7 separate regions of the Mus musculus genome follow, and all the other regions are linked to region 7. The links are chromatin contacts, called in public HiCAR-type, HiChIP or PLAC-seq and promoter capture Hi-C maps. All regions are on one chromosome and are shown on one strand. Each heading gives the region's core, a stretch centred on a gene start, on an enhancer-like site or on the middle of the called end of the contact. The rest is flanking DNA. Distances are from core to core; before and after follow the strand shown. Region 1 holds the start of Zswim7 (zinc finger SWIM-type containing 7). Region 2 holds the start of Pigl (phosphatidylinositol glycan anchor biosynthesis, class L). Region 3 holds the start of 2410006H16Rik (RIKEN cDNA 2410006H16 gene). Region 4 holds the start of Trpv2 (transient receptor potential cation channel, subfamily V, member 2). Region 5 holds the start of Zfp287 (zinc finger protein 287). Region 6 holds the start of Mmgt2 (membrane magnesium transporter 2). Region 7 holds the start of Elac2 (elaC ribonuclease Z 2).

What was found. Promoter capture Hi-C pulls out the DNA fragments that hold promoters and counts their contacts. HiCAR-type assays count read pairs that join an accessible place to other places. HiChIP or PLAC-seq counts read pairs in DNA pulled down with a chosen protein or histone mark. Capture Hi-C pulls out chosen DNA fragments and counts their contacts.
Region 1: a promoter capture Hi-C map of embryonic stem cells shows a contact between it and region 7, with 5 times the contacts expected there. The contact joins the promoter of Zswim7 here to the promoter of Elac2 in region 7. A contact is called at or near these places in 2 of 39 promoter capture datasets (embryonic stem cells and pre-B cells).
Region 2: a HiCAR-type map of astrocytes shows a contact between it and region 7, with 6 times the contacts expected there. The contact joins the promoter of Pigl here to the promoter of Elac2 in region 7. A contact is called at or near these places in 2 of 39 promoter capture datasets (hippocampal neurons and pre-B cells) and 1 of 115 datasets of contacts at active chromatin or transcription factors (astrocytes).
Region 3: an H3K4me3 HiChIP or PLAC-seq map of forebrain shows a contact between it and region 7, with 15 times the contacts expected there. The contact joins the promoter of 2410006H16Rik here to the promoter of Elac2 in region 7. A contact is called at or near these places in 8 of 39 promoter capture datasets (the 3T3-L1 cell line, 3T3-L1-derived adipocytes, cranial neural crest and 4 more), 1 of 484 Hi-C or Micro-C datasets (cortical neurons) and 4 of 115 datasets of contacts at active chromatin or transcription factors (astrocytes, differentiating embryonic stem cells, embryonic forebrain and 1 more).
Region 4: a contact with region 7 is called in a promoter capture Hi-C map of pre-B cells, with 3 times the contacts expected there. The contact joins the promoter of Trpv2 here to the promoter of Elac2 in region 7. A contact is called at or near these places in 1 of 39 promoter capture datasets (pre-B cells) and 1 of 115 datasets of contacts at active chromatin or transcription factors (astrocytes).
Region 5: a contact with region 7 is called in a promoter capture Hi-C map of liver, with 3 times the contacts expected there. The contact joins the promoter of Zfp287 here to the promoter of Elac2 in region 7. A contact is called at or near these places in 5 of 39 promoter capture datasets (cranial neural crest, embryonic stem cells, frontonasal cranial neural crest and 2 more), 14 of 484 Hi-C or Micro-C datasets (the Ba/F3 cell line, the N1E-115 cell line, cerebral cortex and 9 more), 5 of 115 datasets of contacts at active chromatin or transcription factors (differentiating embryonic stem cells, embryonic forebrain, forebrain and 2 more) and 1 of 9 other capture datasets (liver).
Region 6: a contact with region 7 is called in an H3K4me3 HiChIP or PLAC-seq map of forebrain, with 13 times the contacts expected there. The contact joins the promoter of Mmgt2 here to the promoter of Elac2 in region 7. A contact is called at or near these places in 3 of 39 promoter capture datasets (hippocampal neurons, liver and pre-B cells) and 1 of 115 datasets of contacts at active chromatin or transcription factors (forebrain).

The regions. Positions count from the first base shown.
Region 1 is chr11:62,279,424-62,283,014 of GRCm38.p6, forward strand. It overlaps Zswim7 (zinc finger SWIM-type containing 7), which reads right to left and starts at 1,972. Exons shown (of 5, transcript NM_027198.1): 1 at 1,834-1,972. The coding sequence starts at 1,909. Ttc19 (tetratricopeptide repeat domain 19) reads left to right here and starts at 2,050. Exons shown (of 10, transcript NM_028360.2): 1 at 2,050-2,270; 2 at 2,362-2,465. The coding sequence starts at 2,090.
Region 2 is chr11:62,457,004-62,460,388 of GRCm38.p6, forward strand. It overlaps Pigl (phosphatidylinositol glycan anchor biosynthesis, class L), which reads left to right and starts at 1,438. Exons shown (of 7, transcript NM_001039536.4): 1 at 1,438-1,691. The coding sequence starts at 1,457. It also overlaps a transcript of Ncor1 not described here.
Region 3 is chr11:62,601,570-62,604,863 of GRCm38.p6, forward strand. 2410006H16Rik (RIKEN cDNA 2410006H16 gene) reads left to right here and starts at 1,308. Exons shown (of 5, transcript NR_030738.1): 1 at 1,308-1,454; 2 at 1,666-1,713; 3 at 2,028-2,077; 4 at 2,834-2,897; 5 at 3,086-3,237. It overlaps Snord49b (small nucleolar RNA, C/D box 49B), which reads left to right and starts at 1,517; the gene lies at 1,517-1,579. It overlaps Snord49a (small nucleolar RNA, C/D box 49A), which reads left to right and starts at 1,891; the gene lies at 1,891-1,952. Snord65 (small nucleolar RNA, C/D box 65) reads left to right here and starts at 2,961; the gene lies at 2,961-3,017.
Region 4 is chr11:62,574,291-62,577,925 of GRCm38.p6, forward strand. Trpv2 (transient receptor potential cation channel, subfamily V, member 2) reads left to right here and starts at 1,337. Exons shown (of 15, transcript NM_001382489.1): 1 at 1,337-1,835.
Region 5 is chr11:62,730,346-62,733,681 of GRCm38.p6, forward strand. Zfp287 (zinc finger protein 287) reads right to left here and starts at 1,551. Exons shown (of 6, transcript NM_133208.3): 1 at 1,322-1,551.
Region 6 is chr11:62,646,636-62,650,326 of GRCm38.p6, forward strand. It overlaps Mmgt2 (membrane magnesium transporter 2), which reads left to right and starts at 2,029. Exons shown (of 2, transcript NM_175002.2): 1 at 2,029-2,221. It overlaps Lrrc75a (leucine rich repeat containing 75A), which reads right to left and starts at 1,888. Exons shown (of 4, transcript NM_198861.1): 1 at 1,510-1,888. The coding sequence starts at 1,755.
Region 7 is chr11:64,977,051-64,980,549 of GRCm38.p6, forward strand. It overlaps Elac2 (elaC ribonuclease Z 2), which reads left to right and starts at 1,985. Exons shown (of 24, transcript NM_001362983.1): 1 at 1,985-2,281; 2 at 2,668-2,718; 3 at 2,857-2,927. The coding sequence starts at 2,061.

The DNA.
Region 1 (3,591 bases), core at 722-3,221, 2.7 Mb before region 7:
GTTCCATCCTTTCTCGTGCCGCCTAGTTCCCTCTTTTCTTCCAGATTCCAAGATGCCTCCCAGGCTAGAACTCAGACATGTGGGCCGCTGGCCGCCCTCAACACCTTTTAACCAAGCGTGAGAGCAGAAAAACCTTTTTCAGACATTCAAAGCCGCAAAAGCATAGTTCATGCCTTCTTCAGAAACCTACTGAGGTGTGTACTGCATACAATAAGACAGGTAACAATACACAAGTGGATCAACAAGAGGAAAGTAAACTGTAGGATGTGCTAACACAAGACCCAAACTGGGAAAAGAGAATTCCCAGTTAACACTGAAGGAAGACAGCAGCAGCCCAACCGGACAGCAGCCAGTCCATACTAGGGAAGTCGGCAGGCTCTTCGCAGATTCCTTTATGAAAATGTAACTGATAAAATGTCTTTTTTACCTTAACATTTTGAGTGGAGACCTGTGATAGTGGCATAAAATTTCAAGTTCAAGTAAAAATACATATGTAGAAAACTAAACAAGCTTAGAAAGCCGAGATGGTTATAATTCAGGGGAACCAAGTTACCCAGGAAAGGAAATCATAGCTTCTATATGGTCAAAATCATATACATGCAACCTGGACTTATATTCTGCACGGTTACCAAGGAAGATTGGGGATTAGAAAGGAATACCCAGACCCAATACTGAAAACTGCTCTACTGAAAAATAAACAGGAATTGAGAGTCTGCTCCTGTGTAAGGGGGCCCCTTCAGTTACTGGCATATGGATTAACCAACAGCCCTGTTCTGTAAAACTCATCTCGTTCCAGCATCTCAGAACATCTGTGGTCAAATCCTGGAAGCAAGACCTCACAACAGACTAACACCCCACAACTTCTTTGAAGTCAAAGCATGTTTGAATACCTGGTTGGCTGAATCTTTTACGTAAAAGACCAAAATGAGACTATTCGTTTACTTTTCTAGTCCCATTGAAGCAGTAACTCAAACCAGTTCACAGAGCACAATCAATGAACAATAGGAGTTTTGTGCTCTAATTTGGCTATCATTTAGAGAGGCTATTTTTGGGGAGAGTGCTTTAATTAGTCTACACTTCAAAAGCACCCCCCACCCCACCTCCAGTTTTTTGAGATAAAGTCTCCAGCAGCCCAGTCTGGCCTAGCATTATGTAGCTGAGGTTGACCTTAAACTTTCCCTTTTTCTTTCTTTCTTTTTTTTTTTTTTTTTTTTTTTTTTGTCTCCACTTCCCAAGTGCGGAGACTACAGCCATGTGCCCAGTCTTGTGCGGTGGTGGGGAATCCACGGCAGCTCTCTACATGCCAGGCAAGCCTCTTTACCAGCCGAGCTGCATAGTAGATCCTCATTACTAGTTTTCCCCTTTTGGTAGATCCTCCTACTCTGGTGAGTAAGCAAAGATCATCCTTGGTCGGTCATTTTGTTGGAGACAGGCATAGGGCGACCTCTACAGGCCAGAGGGAAGAAGTAATTTTCAACTTCCCGATTTTTTTTTAAAGGTTTTGCCTCCCTGAATGTTTTTTAGTAAAATCTATTTACTAAACAAAGTAGTAAACAAGGGTATTATTTTTAAACTTTGCATCACGGATTGTGGATAAAGATTCTGAGTAACTCGAAATTGTCTACGCATCTGCCATTCCGCATCCCAGCCCTCGCCCACTCCTTGGATGTACCCAGTGGCTCTCTTTAAGTACCGGGGTTCCCGCACACCGGCTCGCACTCAGGGATCTGACGTCTAGTCACTCAAATCCCTCTATTTAGTTAAGCGATTTAAGGGGCCCAGGCTTCAGGGACATAACCATGCGGGGTAAGAATAAAAGCCCGCAGGCCGTACTTCTCGCGCTGTCTCGCACAGCGGCGGCCATCTCGCTCAGGAGCTCTTCCACCACCTCCGGGAGCGCGACCGCCATGGCACGCCGCCCGTCTTCTCTCCTCCCGGGCGCTGCGAACTTCACGCGCCCTGCAGGCCGGGGGCGGGGCGGGGCGGGACGAGACGGCGTGACGTCAGCATGCGTCATCGCGCATGCGGACTGGCGGGGCGTCCCGGGCCAGCCGTGGCTTAGTGGATCTCTGAGGGAGGACCCGTCGGCATGTTCCGGTTGCTTCGCTGGCGTCTGGGTCGAACCCTGCTGCGGGCCGCGGGCCGGCGGTGTGGGGGTTGTACGGCGCGCCTGCTGCCGGAGCGGACGGGCGACGCGGGGACGGGCGCGGAGCGGCTGCGGACCCGAGGCGCGCCGGCGCGGGGGCACGGGGTGCTGCCGCTGTTGGCAGGTGAGCGGTGCGCTCCGGGCGGGGCCGGCCCGGCGGGGGCGGGGACGCGGGCACGGGCCGGTCCCGGTGACCTCTGAGCCGCTTCTCGCAGCTCTCGCCTGGTTCTCGCGACCCGCGGCGACGGCCGAGCAGCCGGGAGAGGACGCGTCAGACGAGGCGGAGGCCGAGATCATCCAGCTGCTGAAGCAAGCCAAGGTGAGGGGCTCGACCGGGCGCGCGCGCTCTCTGCTCCGGTTTCCCGAGGCCTGGATGGATTGGCCCTGGGTGGAAGGTTGGGATCCATCCAGACTGGTCCAGAGCGAATCCTGCAGCAGAATCGCTGCAGTTGTGAGTGCAGGTGGAGACCCTCACATTTCCTTTATTTATTTATTTATTTTGTCCAAACGTATTGATTGAGGATGTTTTGCGAGGGTGGCTTTAATCAGCTAACCTCCAAGCCGAATGACATTTTGTTCATAGACTATGAATGACGCCCCGAAAATGCAATTTAGTATCGTTTATGCCTATTGGTTTGCGTCTAAATCTGTTTCTCCACATCCTTTTTTTCCCCCCTCCAGGTTTATTTCATCTCTTCCTACGGGTTCAATATCGACTTAATGCCAACAACGTCCAGATTTGTGTTCAGACTGCAGTGTGTCATTGACATGCTGTCTCTATTGCAAGGCCACAGCTATCTCTCAGATTTAGCATGCCCGGGACTAAGCACTTTTTCTTAAATTCCTTCCCCCCAAATATGGCTTTAACAGTGTTCTCTCTATCACCTAAAAAATTAAGCCTAAAAAATCATAGTGGTTCCTCAGGCGGACCCCTGTGTTTGAAACCAGCTTGCTCTACAAAGCAAGTCCAGGACAGCCAGGATTCTGTTACACAGAGAAACCCTGTCTCAAAAAAGAGGAGAAAAAAAAAAAAAAAAACAGAAAATAATCATAATTGTTCTTAAAGTGTGTTGTTGATAATTCCCAGTTACAGCAGTAAACACAGTTGCCATCAAATCCAGAACACTTCTCAAATCGCCTGCCCTCTTTTTCCATTCCCTCTTTTCCCCCAGTTTTCCTCACACAGGTCCTGTTCTCTTGCCCCAACCGCAGTCCTTTCTCCGTGTAGCAACCTGAGTGATGGTTTGAAAATGTAAATCAGATTGTAGTAGTGCTTTCTTGTTTGACAGCTGAGTGACTTCTCCCTGTACCTGTGAGAAAACACAAACCCCCTGTCAGAGGCTGCAGGGCTGGAAGTGATCTAAGCCAGCGTCTCATCCTCCTGTGGCAAGAGATGTGATTCAGGACCCTCTGTCCACCTCTCCGTCCTCGAATGTCTTCTGAAG
Region 2 (3,385 bases), core at 188-2,687, 2.5 Mb before region 7:
CCTGCGGTTTGGACGGGCCCTAACCCTGCGTCCTCCGCGACGCCCCTGGCCTGGCTGATCCGAAGCTGGCGCCCTGGGAGCCCGAGGAAGCTCCCGGGCGAGCAGGGCCCGGAGGCCGGGGCTGCAGGCGCCGAGCCTACTCACCGGGAGCTGGCGGAGTGAGAGCCGGCGCGCCCCACGGCCGGACGACCGGGGCGCGGCCCCGGCGCGCGGCCCTCCGCCCGGCCCTCGCTCGGCAGCGCGGCGAGCTGGGCGCTCACTCCAGCCGCCGCCGCCGCAGCTTCGCCACCTTAGCCGCCATCTTGCCTCAACCCCACTCCCTCCCCCTCAGGCCGGGCGGCCGCGCTGAGGCGGCTCAGACTTGGGCTCCTCCTCCTTCCGGAGGGTTGGGGAGACGACTCCCTCCCCGGGAGAACGGAGTGCGGCTCTTACCTCGGCCTCGCTTCCTGGGTCGCGGACGCCGCGCCGGTTCTTTTCAAGTTGTCCCTCGCACTCATGCCCGCCCCGGCAGCGCTGCCTCCGGCCCGACCCGCCGCCGCCGTGGCAGCCATCGCGTCCTCGGCCTGGAGCGTCCCCGCGAGCCTGCCACTCCCGCGCGCCCGGGGCCTTCCCCTCAGGCGTGGGAAAGGACCGGGAGCCCGGCGCGAGGTTAGCCTTGCGACCCCTGCGCGCCGCCAAAGCGGCTACCCCGTCCCCTCGCCGCCAAAGAGAAACCTCAGCCCACGTGGCTGGGACGCACGTTAATTTCACACCGAGTGTTCCTCGGCATGGCGGGCGAGGCCTCCTCCACGGCGTGGCTCCTTAATCTCTGCCTCTTAAGAAAACTTAAGGGGCCTGCCGACCTCACCCTTCGAGTGAAATGACATTTCCTCTTAGCCGCTTACTTTTTCCTCTTGCAAAGCCGCCATCTGAGAAAGAACAAACGGTGACCCGCTTCGGAAAAACTTTTATTCCGGATAACGGGCTGTTTTATACAAAGTTTGAAGTCATAAAACGAGTTGAAAGGAGAATGCTGACGTTTGTTTTAGAATGCTTCCCTTTTGGCCGGCGTGCTGACACGCCTGAAATCCCAGCTCAGGAGGCAAAGGAATGGGAATCATTGCAAACTCGCATGGTCTGCATATAGTGAGTTTAGGGGAACACGCAGAGAGAGACGCGATCTCAAAATAACTCTAAAAATGCTTCCTTCCTTTTAAGCACACTGAACGGTAAGAAAGACACTTAAGACCGCAAAGTGCGGCTGAGCTCTGAAACTGGAGCAGATAGAGGATTCCGCCACCGAGGAGACGGGGCAGTATGGGTGGAAGTTTCCACGCTAGACCACGAATCTTGGTCTCCAGCCGCCGCCGCACTCTGACCCACGGAACGCAGTTTCAGCCGGTTCCGTTTTCCCGCAGGGAACCCGAGTCCACCCGCAGCCTGCCTTCCTGCGCAGGCGCAGTGCCACTTACCCGGCATGGAATTGGTGGGTTTCTTGTGTGTGGCCGTGGCTGTCCTGACTTGGGGCTTCCTCCGGGTTTGGAACTCAGCGGAACGAATGAGGTCTCCGGAGCAGGCGGGCCTGCCGGGAGCCGGAAGCCGGGCCCTTGTAGTGATCGCGCACCCGGACGATGAAGCCATGTTCTTTGCTCCCACCATGCTAGGCTTGGCACGCCTGGAGCAGCAGGTGTCCCTGCTCTGCTTCTCCTCAGGTAGGAGACTGTAGGAGGGTCGCTGGGTTAGGGAACTAACCGATCTTAGTTAACTTCTTCCGGAAAGGTTTTCTGTCGTAGGTAGCTACTTTCTCTGTGCTGGTCAGTCTGGGGACAGAAACAGCCGACTTCCCAGATAGGTTAGGGAACCCCGAGCGAATTCCATCCTAGCCAAATCGAGGAGCAGAAAAGTGGTTGTTCATCATTGGTTCCGTTCAGTACCTTCATGTTCCTTTGGGAACTGCGACTGTACTGGATGTTTTGGGTTTTTTATAAAGACAGTCTCACTGTAATCTAGCATCCCAGGCGTGAGCCGCTGTGCCTGACCTGTTATCCTGAGGAACCGTCTATTTGCAAAAGGATCAAATAAAATCATGCACCAGACAATTTGAGCTGTATGGTGTCTGCTCAGCCCACCAACTTTCTTTCCTAATAATAGCAAAAGACCTTCCTGCTGCTTTGAAACCCATTTTCTGCTACAAAGATTCATGTGTCAAATTGGGAGATTTTTTGTTTAACTTCAGACAAATAGAAATACATTTATAGATAATTTTAGAGTTCATCTGTACCCAGCTATTATTAAAAGAATTCTTCAAAAATGAGACTTGAATAATGATACAGACAAAAACAAACGAGAAAACCAGGATACCCTAAATATGGTGATGACTGGACAATGTGAAGTGTATACATACAGTGGGTGAATTTTATAGCAAAGTATACCTCAATAAAGCTGATTTTCAAAATTGCTCAGGACCTTTTTTCCCATGTGGTTGTTGTGTTGTTCTCTTTTGGGGGGCCAGGGGTGTTTTTGTTGTTGTTGTTTTGTTTTTTTGTTTTTCTAAACAGGGTTTCTCTGTATAGCCCTGGCTGTCCTAGAACTCACTCTGTAGACCAGGCTGGCCGAGAACTCAGAAATCTCCCTGCCTCTGCCTCACAAGTGCTGGGATTAAAGGCATGCGCCACCACTGCCCAGCTTCTTCGGGTGTTTGGTTGGTTTGGTTTGGTTTGGTTTGGTTTGGTTTGGTTTTTCGAGACAGGGTTTCTCTCTGTGTATAGCCCTGGCTGTCCTGGAACTGGCTTTGTAGACCAGGCTGGCCTCGAACACAGAAATCCGCCTGCCTCTGCCTCCTGAGTGCTGAGATTAAAGGTGTTCGCCACCACGCCCGGCTTTCTTTTTTTAATAACTGATCTTAAACAGAAATCATCAGGATTGATTTATAAAATTGGCTGAATTTGGGAGAATTATTTCTGGTTTTTAAACAGAATTAATGTAGATTTATTAAAGAAAAAAAAAAAAAAAACTCCTGAGAGTGGAGAGGCTCCAAACAAGGAAAGAGTACCTTCTTTTCTTTTCTTTTTTTAATTTACATTTTATGTATTAGTGCTTTGCTTGTATGCATGTATGTGTAGCACATGAATGCATGGTGTGCACAAAGACTAAAAGAGGGTGTTGGATTCCCTGGAACAGGAGTCATAGCCAGTTGTGAACTACAATAAGAATGCTGGGAACTTGCTGGGCAGGGGTGGCAAATGCCTTTAGTCCCAGTGTTCCAGAGGCAGGCAGATCTCTGAGTTCGAGGCCAGCCTGGTCTACAGAGGGGGTTCCAGGACTGCCCAGGGTACACAGAGAAACCCTGTCTTGGGGGGAGGGGAGGTCAGTACAGGAACCTGAATTCTGGGTCTCCAGGAAGAGC
Region 3 (3,294 bases), core at 58-2,557, 2.4 Mb before region 7:
GACCCATGAATCTTGTGTTCCTGGCCATGGTCAAGCATATTTGGCTCCAAGGGAAATTATCTTATTCCCTTTAAGAATGTTTTGGCCTGGACTTCCCTCCCTCCATCAAAATTCTGTTTATTCCTCAGACCACCAAGATTGCAGTCTCATGACCACCTGTCTAGTTCTGTCAAAATGAGTTGCCTCCTCAGCCTATTTGCATAAGAAGTGCATGCAAGCACTTATGTGTGTGTTGCTGGGTAGAACCCAGCATATCATATATACTAGCTCAACAGATTTTGCACTGAGGTGTTTTGAGACAGGATTTCATTCCGTAGGCCAGGCTGGTCTTGAACTCACAAGAACCCTACTCTAGTCTTCAGGTTCACATATCCCAGGCTGACCTCATAGCTGAAGATGACCTTGAACTTCTGATTCTGCTGCCTCCACATACCCAGAGCTTGGGAGTTTGTCACAATGTCCAGTTTATGAGGTGCTGGGGATGGAGCTCAGAACTTCATGTTTGCTAGGGAAACACTGCATCCCCAACCCTTGAGAAAATCAAACATACTCATATACTGAAGGCATAGCATTAGCAGTTTTCTATTACCTATGCCCGATGCAAGTCTCTCCAGTCAGAAGTGGAAAGAGCAGGGGGCAATGGAAATGGATCAAGAGCTCTTCTTGATTCTACAGTTCTCTAAGGAATGTGATGAGGGCCGTCTGCATAGGGCCTTGAGAGACTCCGTGGATATGTTGTAAAAATAATGGGGTGCAGAACGGCCCCAATCATTACACTTTTGTAACAGCGTTTGTCTTTGAACGCGGTTTCGTGTGTGTTAGCGTAGATGAGCCAGGCTCTCCACCACCCAGTTAGATTATATAGGCCCGCTTTTTTTTTTTTTTTTTTAAATTTAAAATAGAGACAGGGGCTCATTAAATTGCCCAGGCTGGACTCGAATTCTTGCGTCGGGTTCCTAATCGATTACGATTACAGGCCTGCACTGTCAGGTCTGACTACACATTTCACACACTACACACGTTCACAAAGGACTAATAAGTCAGGGAAGACAACGAGGACGGAAAACCGCGGAAAGGATGTCGAGTCCGCGCTTAACCCAACACGCAGGCGCGCTGGAGCTCGCGCGCTCTTCGCTACCCAGAATCCCCCGGGGCGGGGGAGACCACTCGCTCAACAGAACGGGGGAGGCCTGGGTCGCGAGGCGGGCCGCTGGAAGTTCCCGTGAGCCTTTGCCGCCCTCACCTCCCTGGGGTGAGGAGTGGTCTATTCCTAGCCCTTAAGAGGAGGGCGCTCACGCGCCGTCTTTCTCTGCGGCCATCATGGGATCGTGCTCTTCTCGCTCGTTGAGCTGGTCCCTTCGCCGTGGCCTGCTGGTGACGGTCTGGAGCGATGCTGAGCCCGGGCCCAGCCTCTCAGCTCCGCCTTGTGCGCTGCACAGATCTAGGGGAGCCTGGTAAGTCGAGGTCTGCATCGCGGGGCGCCGCGCGTGGGCGGGGTGTCGGCTGCAATGATGATGAAACTAGAAAAAAAAGGAAGTGCCGTCCGATGCGACAACTGACGACATCCCTAGTTAGCTGACTGCAGTCGTTTAAGCCTCGGCGACCCAGTGCTGAACACAAGTGTTCTAATTGCCCCTCATGACTCTTACTCTTCTAACCTTTCAGACGGGACGTTGACAACGTGGAATAGGAGCAGTATCATCCCACCATGAGGTAAGGGTTTCTGGAGTATCAGGTGGGGTTCATAGACAAGAGGCTGTGTAGCTTTCGCTCCAGGGACTCCCAACATACCCTGGCCCATGTGGGCACATACATAAATTTAAGACGTGTCTCCATTTAGTGGCTGGAACTACTAGTTGGAGGACAGCAGAAAGCTTGACTGCTGTGATGAGATGACTAAGTAGGAAGTGCCGTCAGAGTCGATAACTGACGATAACTGCTCCTGGCTGACTGCAGTCAAGCCCACACCGGTGGCTGGGGTTTAGGTTTAACTTGGGCTGGACTTTTAACAACTGCTGTACTTCTAGGTTGGGGATTTAAGAGTGGAAGATTGCCAACAGCTGTGGCCTCCCATGAGGTAAGCTTTCAGCTTGGGATTTTAGACCGTTTTGATTTGAGCTAGAGTGTTCATGTATGAGCATCAGTTTTGCCTGTACTCAATACTGGTTGTAGCTGATGGGGGTGGTTAAGTAAGGCAACAGTGCACAGCTCTTACTGTAGAGCCATTTTTTTTTTAAGATTTATCATATCTAAGTACGCTGTAGCTGTTTTCAGATGCACCAGAAGAGGGCATCAGATCTCATTACGGATGGTTGTGAGCCACCATGTGGTTGCTGGGATTTGAACTCCGGACCTTCCGAAGAGCAGTCGGTGCTCTTAACCACAGAGCCATCTCCAGCCCCCTATAGAGCCATTTTTGTGTGTGTTTGCTGTCTTGATGCTAGAAAAAAATGGCACCGGACTTAGGTGGTTGTGAGCCACAATTAGTGCTGGCAGTCAAACCTGGTCTTCTAAGAACTTAGACCTTCTAGTCCATTAACTTGGGTCTTAAAATTTTCAGTTAATGTGGTCTTACAATTGAACCCAGTTGGGCTGGTTTGGCTAGTTGTAAATGTATTTTAGTAATTTGAAAAATACTTCCCTTTTAGGTCTAGGATGTGTTAAGAACTGTAGCTTTCTTGAGAAGAGGCAGGCAGAGTTCAGGCCAGCCTCGTCTACAGTAGTGAGCCAGGGCTACAAAGAAATCCAAAAGAGAAAAGCCAGGGTGGGAGGGCAGCCATTGATTTTGCAAGGCTGTTATATATAATGTCCTGTTTTCTGCAATCCATTTTAGGGTGTCCCCTTTCAAGTTCTCAGAACGGACGCAGGACTGCAGATCTGTGCTGGCAGCAGCAGAGGTGAGTTGGTCTGTACAGTGACTATCTGTTATTACTCTGAGAGATATCAAATGATGATATCACCTAAAATAGCTGGAATTACCGGCAGATTGGTAGTGGTGAGCCTATGGTTTTCTGAAGATATCATTAAATGTTCTAAATGCCATTGATCCAGGCAGGAGTGATTCTGAAATTCAGCTCTTTTGCAGGCTATATTCCCAGAGGAGTCTCCAGCCGGCCTGAAAGCAAATATCCTAAGTGACATGTCTGCCAATTTTGTTCTGGGTGGGCACATTTGGTAATCCTGTCTGTACCACAGGATCTTCTATGCCTTTTAAAAATAAACATTTGTTTATAAACCAGATTGCCAGTGTTTTGGATGAATTAAGTTGTGTGTACAGCTAACCATCAAAGCACT
Region 4 (3,635 bases), core at 87-2,586, 2.4 Mb before region 7:
ATTACTCTGCACTTGCAGTCCTAAGCACATTTGAGCAACAGTGGATGGCTAAGTATGTTATTATAGGGGGCAGGCAGCACAGTACAAATCAGCCTCTGCCAGGGGCAAGGCAGGTGTCTTAGGAGTACGTTTCTAGGGCCCCTCCCCCCAGTTTAGGGTCTAGCTGGTCTAGCTCTACTGAGAGGAAGTGATGTTTAAACAGAAAATAGAGCAGGAAGCTGTGGTAGAGGCTGGCCTGGCATGCCCATGTTCAAGCACTATAAAACCAACAAAGAAACACAAACACAAGCAGAAGATGCTTAGAACTAAGGTATGTGGCCATGATGGCGATGCTACTGTGTGTGTGCGTATATGTGTGTGTGTGTGTGTGTGTGTGTTGCTTGTTGCTCCTAGCAGGTGAGACAGCTTGTACTACAGAGAAAACAGGACATATTTGGGAAGAGTGGAGGGCCATGCCAGCTAGTATTTGCTGAGTTTTGCCTTACAGTGGACTCATCTGAAAGATGACCAACCATGGAGGCACAGTTATAACACCAGCACTGTAGAGAGAGAGGCAGGAGGATTGCCACAGTTGGTTTCATATCAAGTCCTTGCCGCAGGTAAAAGTGTAAACCAAACTAAAATCTAAATAGCTGCCGTGGCTAATGACTGCCATACTGGACGGTACAGGTCTGGAGTGTAGCATGGTGAAGGTGACATGACTGGGGCGGGCCTCTGGGCTGCATGAGGTTGTTGTATGAAGTTTGGGTTTTATTTTTAGTGCTATGAAAAAGTGGCTTGGAGGTGGGGGTGACATTAATTAATTAATTTTTGTTATTTAGTTTTTCTTTGATTACTGATACTGGGGGTCAAACACAGGGCCTTACATATGCCACTAAGTCTACCATTAAAGCTAAACGCTGGCCCCTGGTTTATATTTTTAGCAGACCACCTTAGTTGGTATAAGAATGGGGTGTGACGTATGAGTGTAGCAGCGGAGAAGCAGGGGGACCGGTTTGGTAGAACATTCTCACGGGAGAGAAATTAGTGCTTTGGACCAATCAAACAAAATTTGGGATGTGGAGCAAGGACAGAGGTCTTCCGGCGAAAAAGAGAGGGAGAGCTGGTCCTTGTTCTCCCTGGCAGTGCCGGGGCTGTACAATTTCAGCCATTCCTGTTGGCCACACGGTTGCCACCTGCTGGCTGTTTCTGGAAGTGCCCTTGTAAATGGATACTCGGGGGATCCCTGGGGTCAGGACGCTGAGCGAATCTTCCTTAGATGGAAATAATGGCTGGATGGGTTGGGCTGCATTCTCTGGGGCAAATGCTAGACTGAACCTCTTCTCTCTCTGGGGCTATCCCATTCTTCTCTCCCTTGGGTCGGACAGTGATGAACCAAATGGCCGGGGGAGGGCACACGGTGTTAAGAATCAGGAGGGGTGGGCGTCAGTGTTTTAGGGCATGAATCCCACACCTGTGCCAGCTTCCACCCAAGCCTAGGTCCCACCACCCCAGAACTTCCTCTGACTGCCCCAGGGGCTTCTCTGGCTACAGTTGTGGGTGGAAGTGCACCGATGGAGGAGCAGGGCGTGTCTCGCGAAAGCAGGGTGTGGCCAGTGGTCCTGATGATCAGCCCAGTGGCCAGTCACTGGTCCTTGACAGGTTGGCGTTAAGCCCGCACTATCCACTGTGTGCGACGAACAGGTGGAGGGTGGACGATACAGAGAAAGCTACGGCCAGCTACGGAGGCTTCCGCGGCACTTCCTCTCTCAATCCCCGCTGCTGGAGAGTCCCGCTAGGCTTGGTGATCCTGGCTTGTAGTCTGCTGCCGCTACGCCTTGACTTCAGCCTGAGGGGTAAGTCGATGGGCTATTTCAGGATGTCCTAGGGGTTGCGTCTGGAAGTATGACAGTGAATGATTGGATTGGTCTCCCGGCATCTCCATCTTGGAATAAGGGTCTGCGTGGGATCTGGCTCCCTGAACCTCCAGGCCTCTTTCTCTGCTGCCAGAATGGGGATCCCAGGAGGTAAGGTAGACAGCCTCTGGAAGACAGTTGTTGCTGCTGGGGGTTGGGAATGATGTCAGACGCAGCGTCTGCCAGGATTTGCTTGAGGGTGGAAGCTAGACTGCGCAAAAGGAGGATGCCCATGTCCTACTAAGGTGGGCAGAGAAGTGAAACCTCAGTCAGGCCCCCTGGCTATTGTGGAAAATGCCCCACCCAGTTCTCTGAGTGTACTGGGATCCTGTAACAAATTGAGAGTGGGCCGGGGCCACACTACCGCTTCCTCTCTTGGCCCTGTTTTTTTCTGTCCCTTATTTCTACCAACCTGTTCCCTGCCCCTTTTTCCTACCCCCACTGTCTTCTGACCGGCTCTGATTCTTTCCTTCCGGTTTCTGAACTCTGAGGAAGACAGAGGCTCCCCAGCTCTAACTAGGTCCCAGCCCCGGCCACGTGATGGAGGCTGTGGTTGCTGTTTCTGTTGAGGGTGAGGTTAGCTGTCAGCTAACCCCAGACCCAGTGTGCAGTTTGAGGTGGGAAGGCAGATAGCGCTTGCCAGCTCTAAAGCCCCTTCGGAGGTGGTGTCTTATACCCTCAGATATGAGTCAGACTGGAAACGAACGTAATTGGGTTCTGAGAACTGAAGAGGACCATCAGGACACGAAGCGAGGTGGCAACTCACTTCTCTTTTCTGAGTCGCGGTTGTTCTGGCAGCAAAAGGAAGGGTCTGATAGACCAGTAGTTCCCTGGATCGCTCCCTCTCTACATTAAGGGTTTCGTGGCCTGTGCTGGCCAAACAACTGAAGTTTTATCTGTCTGTACCATTGGGCACTGGGCTTGATATCAGGTAGAGAATGGGTGGGGTTGTGAACACAAGCATTCTCACCCCTAAATAGGATTTGAGTCTTCTTGAACATCAGAAATTCCCAAGGGGGATAAAGACAGTCCTGACTTCCTGTGAGATAATATCAAAGTGACAACTCTGTCAGGTCCCTGCTCCCAGCACATCTTCCTGACACTGCCTCTCTCCTTCACCGCTGATTTTCCCTCTTGGAAAGCTAACAGTTTCCCACTCTCCTTCCTACACATACACACCCCTTCTGTTGTTGTTGTTTTGTTTTGTTTTTGTTGTTTTTTTTGTTTTGTTTTTGTTTTTGTTTTTGTTTTTTGAGGCAGGGTCTCATTATGTAGCCTTGGTCCTGGAACTCACTATGTAGACCTGGCTGGCCTCTGCCTCCTGAACGCTGGGTTTAAAGGCGTGCACCACCAGGCATGGCTCTCTTTTATTTTTATTTTTATTTTTATTTTTTTGTGTATGTAGGTGTGGTTTTGGATGTGTGTAGACGCCAGAAGTAGATGTGGATTGTTTTCATTGTTCTCAGCTTTGTTTTTTTGAGCTAGGGTCTCACTGAACTCTGCTAGACTGGCTGGCCAGCAAGCCTCTTGTCTCTGCCTGCCTTTCTTCACTGAAATTAAAGATATACCTCATTCCGTGGCTTTTTATGTGGACACCCAGGATCCTCAGCTCCTCCAGGCTGTGTGGCAAGCCCTTTCTGATCCAGCTCTTTCCTCATCCCGCCTCCCTCTCCCTCTCCCACTCTCCCTCTCCCTCTCTCTCTTTCTCTCTTGAGACAGAGTATCCCAGGCTATTTTCAG
Region 5 (3,336 bases), core at 301-2,800, 2.2 Mb before region 7:
CCATCAAAACCAGTACCATCTGAGTGACTCTTACTCACTAAGCTTGGCAGCCAGAATGAGGTATAATCTTGTCTCCCTCTGAAATATAGCTTCTTGGGCAATTTCTTATTCACCTCAGTGACACTGGTTTCTTTTTAGTCACAGCTGACTATTCAGTTCCAGATGACCAGACACCAAAGATTCTTCACACAAAAGGCCAAGTTTGCGTTTCTCTCCTGCTCTTAACATCCTTCTCTTCCTAGCTCCTACAGAATAGCTCACTGAGCTTCCAACACTCAACGACTTTTCTAGCCTAAAGTTCTAATGTCCTTCTACGATCTTCCCATAACAACATGGCCAGGACTGTGACAGCAATACCCTACTTCTGGTTCCAATTTTTGTCCCAGTTAGGGTTACTACTGCTGTGATGAAACACCTTGACTAAAAATCAATCTGGGGAGGAAAGGGTTTATTTAGCTCGTGCTTCCACATCACTGTTCATCATCAAAGGAAGTCAGGGCAGGAACTCAAACAGGGCAGGAACCTGGAGGCAGGAAGTAGCTCTCAGTCTTATAGAGGCATTTCCTCTATAAGATGACCATAGCTGTGTCAAGGTGACATAAAACTATCCAGCACAAGAATGGCCCATCAGCTCAAGCATTTTTGGTGTTCTCTGCTACCCCTCATACACACAGAAGCAGACTCCTCAGAGTGCAGGATAAACACACAGAATTTACCCTGGTCTTCTTTTCCTCTATCCTTGAATTTAGAATACATTCATCCTAGACACACACACACACGATGTGTGTTTATTGATGGTGGTGTTAGAAGCAATAATTTAAGGAACCATGAGCAGAATGGTTAATTTCTAACTTGTTGAAAACTTATCACCTTGCAGAAAGAAATGTTTCAATATCCAAGTCACTAATATTCCGGATGTTCTCAGCAACAGAGCAAATTTGTGATTACTGGGACAAACTGGAGGTTTCCAAACAATCTCATAGGGGCGGGGCCAAGGCGATCTATTTATCTGCCTTGCATAGTTTGCTCTATTCCCGGAGCAGAGAAGACAAGCCTGTTAGGCTGTGATTGGAGGCCGTCTCAGGAGCTTCCTCAAGTGTAAACCGAAAGCACTATCCACCTCTCTCAAAGCCAACCTCACAAGTATCCTGACACGGAGAAGAACCCACACGTACTTGTTTGGGGCTCCAACTCCCAGCCTAGCTCATCCATAGTCATGCATGCCCTGAGGAGATGCGCCCGCCTTGCCTCCAGCCGCCTCCCCTTCCCAGCCTGCCCCGGGCCGGCCTCCCCGTGGACATTCGCGCTCGGACATCAGTACCTGTCACTCGGGCCCCGTCGGCGCAGCCCGGGCAACAATGGCGGCGGCGTGGCGGGAGCCTCCGTGGCAGGCTCGACTCAGAGCTGCATCAGGGGCTCAGCTTCACCGCTTCTCTCCCTGGGAGGAGCCGGGAGCCGTCAGTACACGCTCATTCCAGCCGGGTCCCCAGAGGCCCCGGCCGGAACCCCTAGCTCCCGGGCTTCGCAGCGACCTCGCCTCGGCGCCACTGCGCATGTGCTAGTGGAGAACGCTGCTCGTCCGTAGAGCCAATGGGAAGCCGAACCCGAGCCTTCCCATCCCGAGCCCCAGGCCCTGGACCTGTCTCTATGGCAACCTCCTCCACCCATCACCGTGACTTGCCTGTTAGCTACAAGGTTTCGACCGGAACTTTAAAGTTTACCTGGGCAGAGACAGGCCTGGCAGATGACTTGGATGTCAGGGCTGCAATAGCAGTACCTGGGAAACCATTTGGAGAGTAAAGCCGGATTCTTACAACGCAGAAATAGACAGGCATCAAGTATGTGGCTTGTAGGGAGGAAACCCCACAGTGCTCTTTCTAGATGGACTGTAGTGCATAATTCCTAATGGCTCTGATTGTCACCTCTAGAATCCGACACTGAGACCTCCAGATTCAACTAACAGACAAATTCTCTGTCTTCAGCATTTCTCTTAGCTCCTTCTGTTCTGTGGATTCTTTGGTTTGTTTTTTGATGGCATCCTGAACTTCTTGGACATCATAATACTCATTTTAAAAAGTCCTTCTTGAATTTAGGTACAGTAGTCAACCTCGTCTCCCATCCTTGATAGTCTTTCTTCTGCCTGGCTGAGTCCATTGGTGATGTTTCTATTGTTTTTCTGTTCCACTCACTGAGTTTTTTAATTTTTTTAGCATTTCTGTGTGGGCTCCCTCCCTCCTCAAAATACTGATTTCTTTCCCTGCTTATGTTCACAAAACAAACAAACAAACAAAAAAACAAAACAAAAAAACCAGGTTAGATTCACTGGGCCACCAAAACCAAACACAAAAGTAGGAGAGAGGTGGATCTCTGTGAAGTTTGAGGCCAGCCTAGTCTACACAACCATTCAAGGCTAGCATGGGCTACATAATGAGAGGAGGAAAAGGATGAAGAAATGGATTAGTGGTTATGAGTGCTTATGATTCATACAAAGACTCTGGTTTCAGTTCCCAGCACCCACGTGATGACTCAAAGTCTGTAACTCCAGTTCCAGCGGCTCTGATGCCACTTTTGACTTCCACAGTCTCCTGTGATACGCATACACAACACACACACACACACAATTAAGTAAATTCTAAGAAAAATAAATAACATTATTATGTACAGCTTTGAAAATAAGTGTGAAATACCAACCAGTCAGTAGTAGGAGAAAAGAAGTCAAGATCAGGGCAGTAATTAATGTTGATGGACATTAAGCTGACTCATGTTCCTTGTGCTTGTGAAAGGAGTAACAACAAACACAGATGTACAAGCACATGCACAGTAAAGTGCAGATGCCTTTAGGTGTGTGCCTAGGAGTGGTATAGTCAGGTCATATGGAAGATTTATTTTTTTATTTTTGAGACAGGGTTTCTCTGTGTAGCCCTGGCTGTCTTGGAACTCACTCTGTAAACCAGGCTGGCCTCGAACTCAGTAATCCACCTGCCTTATTTTTTATTTTTATTTTTATTTGATAAGCCTCTGCATTGATTTCCATAGTGCCTGAAGCACATTACATGCTCACCAACCATGGATAAGGTAGCCTCTTTCTCTGCAACCTTAAAAGCATTTGTTGACGTTTGTTTTCTTCCAATAGCTATTCTGACTGGAGTGAGATAGAATCTCAAAGTAGTGTTTTTCTGATGGCTAAGGAAGTCAAACACATTAAAAAGTGTTATTGGTCATTTTTATGTCTTCTATTGAGAATCGAGTTCATTGGCCCATTTACTGCCTGGTGTTTAATTTCTGCACAGTTCTGTATATAGTCCAGACTAGTGGTTCTCAACCTGAGTTGTGACC
Region 6 (3,691 bases), core at 779-3,278, 2.3 Mb before region 7:
GTGCTTGCCAATGTTGCCTTAATTTTCTCCCCTACCCCTCAATAAGGGCTTGTCAGTTTCTTCCTTGCTTTGGTGTTCTTCAGGGCTGGGGAAGCTGCATGTGATTGGTACAACCCTCTTACTGCCTATTGCACAGACAGCTAATGACGGTCTGGAAAATCCATTTTTGCATGTGAAAGTGACAGAATTACCATGGAGGCCATACAAGGTTGGCTTTTGATTTTCAAAAGACAGAGAAATACACACCACTAAAGTTACATGGTGTAAAATGCTATCTTTCTTTGATGATTCAACCCAGAGAAGGTATCTGAGGGTACAGCAGCCTCTAGAGAATCACTGTGGCTGTTGTCAGGAAAACTAGAGGCAAAGGTGGAAGGCTTACACCTCCCCAAGTCCTCAAGTCTCTACTTCTCTTTCTTTTGCAGTGCACACACCTTAGGAACAAACTCCAGAGAAACATTATAGGGTGTGAGGGAAGCCATGGTTCAGAATCCAGGGAGATGTGGATCCAATTAGATCCTGGAAGCTCCTCCCAGGAAGTTGTCCCTACAGCTTCTTCTATCAGTAATGGGAAAACCTCACAAAGGTCAGCTGAGGTTTCCCCTCCCCCATTTTCAGCACACTGTTTATCTACAGGGGTCCTCCAAGAATATAAGGTCTGCACAAAAATATAACGTCTGTGCGAGTCCGTGACACAAAGCCAGACCAAACCGATCTGATCACTGTTCCACCGAGCACCTATGCACCCTCCTGCCTCTGCCACTCAGCAAGACCCTATAGTACAGGCTACCACTTTCCCCGGAAGAAAATGAGAAAGGAAAACAAAAAAACGAGAGGTGGGTGAGGCACCAGCCCTTCAATAGAGGGGACTATTGAAGGGGACTATTGGTCAGATGTGTAGTATGCCCCTTAGTCAGTGAATCAGGACCAGGCTGAGAGAGTACAGTACAGTTCCTGCTGGCCAAGAAACCAAGCCTAGCTTCATTCTGACCAAGACTTCTGCCGGGGTCTCACTGCAAGGACCAGCCAAAGTTAGGGGAGATGAAACCACAAGACACAATATTGGTTGCAAACGATCTAGGGGCTGAAATCTTACTGGTCCTAGGGACATACCTCAGAAGCTGGCTTAAACAGATAACTGCGCATTCCCTGGGGACCCTTGCAAGAGGGTGATAGGTTGTGAGCAGAGAGGAAGAAAACTCTGGCCCAGACCAGGCATTCCTCTCTGTATCCTCTCTCATCAACTATCCCTGGGGACTTGTGGAGGAGAGGAGCAGGGACAATGGTCCAACAGGTCCCCTTTACCTACCTGGACAGGTCAGCCTTCCTCACCCTAGCCTGAGGCCCCAAATTCAGCAGGAAACACAGAGGCACCTGCTGACACACCGCTCCATCCCCGCGAAACGGGGACCCTGGGCGGTGCCTCCCGGCGCTCTCCTGTCACCCCCCTCGTAGGGGCGGGGCGCTCCGGGAGCCGCCGCGCCCCCCATGCCCCCTCCCCGCGCTCACCTGGCGCAGGTGCTGCAGCAGCGTCCCCGCCTCCTCCCGCCGGCCCTGGCGCACCATCCGCAGCAGCTCCTGGACCATGCCGACGCGCCGGTGATAGGGGGGTAGCCCACTGCCCGCGCGCCCCGCCTTGTCCCCGGCGCGCAGCAGCAGCGACGCCCAGAAGTCGGGTCGTTCGCGGCGGGGGCCGGGCGCCGCGCCGGGGCTGGCTCTCTCCGCCAGGCTGCCCTTGGTCTGCCGAGTGCCCATGCCGCCGCCCGCCTGGGGCTGCGCGCGCCGGGCTAAGGCCGCGTCCCCCGCCGGCTTCGCGCCTCCCCGGCCGCAACTTTGGGGGAACTGTTGCGCGCGGGAGGCGCGGGCGCGGGGCGGGGGCGGGGGCGGCTGCGGCCCGCACTCCCCTCGCTCCTCCCTCCTCGCTGCCCCGGCGCGCTCTCCCGGCGCTCGCCGCCAGCCCGTCCCGGCGCTCGCCGCCAGCCCGTCGGCCCCGCCCCGCCCCGCCGGCCGCCCCGCCCCCGCGCCGCCGCGTGTCTCCCTCCCTCTCCGGCGCCCGCTCCTTCCCGCCGCGCGGCTCTGGGCTAGGGGTGCCCGGCGCCCCCGCCCTGCTTTGTCCCTGGTGCAGCGCCCCCTGCCGGACACTGTGCTGCGCCTCTTGGGGCCCGCGGCTTCCTGGCAAAGGTCAGTGAGTTCCCCGATGCTTTCCTGACTGCGCGCCTAGGTGAGGCCCAGGGATTACGGTGGTGGGAGGAGGTCGGGGCGCCGAGCGAGGGAGAGAAACTTCGGAACTTGGAGGTCCTGTTCGCCGCAGAGTCTAGATTCTCAAGAGTGGGCTCTGCAGAGAATCAGTATCTCAGATTGTCCGAGGTGCTGGTTTAAAGCGTAGTATCTCAGGCCTGGCTCAATGCCCACTGAGCAAGCCTCTTCTCCGGGCCTGGAAATGTGCATTTAGCTAGCATCTTGGGTGGTTCCGATGCTCGTTTCTTGGAGCCCCAGTGGCTTTCAGGTAGGTGATGGTAGTTGGTGCACGGACACAGATCTGGATACTCTAGTTTTGTGAACTCTGCATTCTTTTCTCCCTCCGACACTGCTGAGAGGAGACCTTTAAGTCTTCCTGCTACTACTTCAAAGCGGAAATGTGGCTTCTGGTTAGACATTCCTTGTTGCCTTCTTCTCGGGTTTCTTCTACCAACCCCCTGGGAACCCATGGTGCTTGGATAAGGTATTTTGGAGGCCCATGTGCCCTGTTCTTAGCTGTAGGAGGGGCAGCAGTTTTATTTGTATTTATTTATTTATTTTTTCTTTCTTAAGGTCGCTAGTATTGCTCTAGGCCAGAGGGCTGGAGTCCACCACCTGCTGCTGATACGTATCAGAAAAGCCTTGGGCTTCCAGATCCCTGGCTCCTTCTGGAAGGTTAGGATAGTAACACAGTAACATTTATGTCAAGAGTTGGAAGGTGAAGACTGTGTGTGTGTATTTCTGTGTCTGTTTACCCTGGTGCTTTTTTGTTTAACAAAGTTTCTCCCTGGCGTGGAACTCCCCAAGCAGGCTAGTTTGCCTGGCCAATGAACTCCACAAATCCACCTATTTTCCACCTTACTAATTTAGGATTGTTAGGTGAGTACGACCACACGACTTTTTCTTTTCTTTTTTAAAGATTTATTTATTATATGTAAGTACACTGTAGCTGTCTTCAGACACACCAAAAGAGGGCATCAGATCTCATTACGGATGGTTGTGAGCCACCATGTGGTTGCCGGGATTTGAACTCAGGACCTTCAGAAGAGCAGTCAATGCTCCTCCCCACTGAGCCAGCTCACCAGTCCTTTTTTTTTTTTTTTTTTTAAGGTAGATCACATTATGTATCCCTGGCTAATCTGGAACCTTTTACATAGACTAGGCTGGCCTCGAGTTTACAGATTTACCTGACTCTGACTCCTGAGTGCTGGGGTTATAGGGGCGTGTGACAATTTTTCTTTAAAAATTAAAAAAAATTATAAATTAAAATCTTTAAATTAATTTAGAGCTTAATTCTTTTTAAAAATGAGTCATGGATACCAAACTCAGTCCTGCTTGCAAGGCAAGCATTTTTACCCACTGAGCTGTCTCTTAGACCGGTGAATACTTTTTGGAAAAAAAAAATGTAATGACACTTGTTATTCATTCAGGACCATCCTCAGTAGGGTTTGGC
Region 7 (3,499 bases), core at 735-3,234:
TAATAGTATGTTACAACCTTTCCTTTCCTTAAAAGATGTTCAGTTATCTGGGGTTTCCCTGCCGCTCACTGGTATGATTACTTCAAGTAGGATGGTAATTGTCACAGAGCCAGTTTCATATTCAGTGAGGCTCTCCAGTAAACACCACGCCACATTCCTCAAGTGTGCTTTCTGAATTTCTAGAGGATTCAACGGAGAGCTCTGTTGTGGAGAAACCCTCAAGAGCCTCTGAAATGGTAGTAGGCCTTTTTCTCAAATGACCCACACTGGGACACGGAATGTTACAGTGACTCGCACATAGTCATCCTCTCAGTCTGCCCTCCCTCTTTCTCTGCTAGCCTAGATCCACTAAGGACCCCAGGCTGGGCTTGACCTCAGGGGAGCCATCATTCCTGGATGTTACTGTTTTGAAATGTATATGGATGTTTTTTGTGAATGTATGTTTGTACTTCAGGTGCCTAACTGATACCTGCTAAGGTCAGAAGATGTGAGTTTCTGTGGGAATGGAGTCTCAGAAGATAACTTGTGAGTCACCATGTAGGTGCTGGCAACAGAAACTCCGACCTCTCAAAAATAGTGATCTTGAACTATGATCGATCCATTTGGTCTCAGCATTAAAAAAAAAAAAAAGTGTGTGTGTCTTCCTGCCCATCCACCCAAGTTGGGAAAGGGTCTCATGTAGCCCCAGGTTCACCTCCAACTCACTATCTTGATTGTCCAGCTCCAGCCTCAGAGCCACCTGACAGTCCAGCCTCAGACATCTGACAGTCTCCCTGAATACTTGTTTAAATACATTTCCTGCAGGTGGCAACATTTTCTTCTCCATAAATTTCTATTATTTATTCTGCGTATCTCTTTAGTGCCACTCAAAGCACCGACCATCAAAGGGCCTTTAGCCAACCAAGCATGCCAAATACGACTCTGGCAGGCCTTGGCTTCACCGCCATACCCTCCATCTTGCTAAAAATCATTAGATTACATCCATAAAGCTAGACACCAAGGTCTATTCCCTTATTTGACCATTTTCTCCTCTTGAGGCTGACCACTAAGGTCCAGCTAACAAAGCACTGAAGTCCAGCCCCTTGAAAAGCCCCCTTTGGCTTATGTAATTAATATACACAATCAAAACAAACCAACTTATCCTAACATCGGATTTTTTTTTTAACCTTTATGAACTGTTATTTGCCTATGGGTCGGTCTCCTCCCTATCCAGAGGCAGCCCTTCGTGTTTCGGGTGCAAATACTCCTCTCTCCTCTCTCTTGACCCTTTTCTCTTCGTCCTAGTCTCTATCTTCTTTCTTTGTCTCTTATTCACTGCCTTTTGTCTCTCTGGGGAAAATAAATCTCCTTTGTTCTGAGAACTTGGTCTTGGGGTGTCCTAAGTCGACTTTCGAGGTCCCCACAGCCATGTTAATTCTAAATATCTCCCAAAGATAAGCACTGTTAAACTATTTCCGTCTTGAAGTAAGGAATGCAAGGCAGAGAGGACCGGCTCATAACAGCAATAAGACGCAACACTACGAAGTTTACTTAGTCTTTTCATCTCTATTCTCACGCCAAAACAAAGAATATCATCTGAAATGTGTTCTTATGGTGGAAATCAAATTAGCCAGATCTATCTCCCATGAGATCGTCACCATCATCATAAGCAAGAACAATGCAAACTTGGAATACTTTTGTCGAAGGGCAGAGCTCCTGACAGAAGACGATGAACCTGAAAAAGACTCAGTCCTTTCCCAGTAATGCCTTTCGAGTACTTGCACTCTCAGAAGTCCCGCTTCCGCCAAGTGACAGTAACCGGAAAACGTCAACAGGGAAAGCCGGAACCGGTGAGGGGGGCGGGGCCTCCGGCGACGCTCTAGCTTTCGCTTACTCTACGTCCACCTTGATTGACAGACTCCGAGCTCCAAGGCTCGTTACGATTGGATGCGGAGCTTTGGATGGGCGGGCAGCTAGCGCGGCGGCGCGCTGATTGGTCAGTTCCGCCATGCGGTGGAGGGGCGGTGCTTGTGGCGGCGTGAGGGGTCTGGCTGCCTTGTCAGCCTGGTGTGGTCGGGTGCATGTGGGCGCTCCGCTCACTGTTGCGTCCCCTTGGCCTGCGCACCATGTCGCAGGGTTCGGCTCGTCGGCCGCGGCCATCCAAAGACCCACTGCGACACCTGCGTACGCGGGAGAAGCGCGGCCCGGGTCCCGGGGGCCCGAACACCGTGTACCTGCAGGTGGTGGCGGCGGGCGGCCGGGACGCGGGGGCTGCTCTCTATGTCTTCTCGGAATACAACAGGTCAGAGTGGGCCGACAGCCCTGGGGGATTGGCCCCAGCGCCACGTGCTCGGGAGGCCTCCTGTCCAATCCTGTATATATCCCTTACCTCCCTTAGTCAGCATGGCTTTCAGGTATCCGGGCAAAACTTCCCGTGCCCCGACTCTCACCATCACCATCCCAAAGCGGGGGCCTCACCGTGAGTGTGTGGGCTAGACCGGTTTCATAAGTCGATGGGGAAAGACATCACTCCCCATTGATCTATACCAAACTACACTCTTCCGTCACTAACCAAAGAGGGCTCAAAACCTACTAGGCAGTATGAGAACCCTGTCATTTATGTCGCTGTATCTACAGTAAAGCATTTTACAGAGTATACTTGTAAGTACAGTAATGTTCCTCCTGTAGGTACCTTTTTAACTGCGGAGAAGGCGTCCAACGACTTATGCAGGAACACAAGTGAGTCAACTCCTGGCTTCTGGGGTGGAGATGATTATGGGCTTGAAAGCTGAGGTGAGAGGCAGATGAGACTTCTCAGCAGACACGGTCTCTGGTCGTCTTTGTTTCATCTGGCTGAAATGTATGTTTTTTTCTTAGACTGAAAGTCGCTCGCTTGGACAACATCTTTCTGACTCGGATGCATTGGTCAAATGTTGGGGGGTTGTGTGGTGAGTATGTGTTTGGAGGTCAGGGGCCGGTGGGAAGTTTCTGGGGGCTTAACATGGCTTGCAGCTCATTTGTTCATCTTCCTAGCCCAGGGGAGATAGAATTCCTGGTACACTAGCTTAGTCAGCTTGAGTAGGGGGTGTGAAAACCTAGACTCGGAAAAGTAGGCCTTGATATGGTTACAACCTCCACCTGGACCACAGATTTAACAACAGAGTGCTGTGGTGGGTGCTGATCAGACTCTGCAGCTGGATTCAGACACATACTGTCATCCAGACTGTGTGGCTGCCAGATTTTGAAAGCATAGTAGTATGGGCAGAGGAGAGAATGAGGTAGTGGACTGTGCCCTCCTCCCCCTTGCATAGCAGACCCTGCTCTGATGCATGGTTAGATCAATGCTAACATTATTTTCTCTTTATGTATTGTATAGTTGCTTATACCCTAGAACAGGGACACGTAGGTAAATAACTAGTATAGCCAGAAGCACCCCACCACCATGCACACACACACACACACACACACACACACACACACACACACACACACACACACATACCACATACCGGACAGGGCC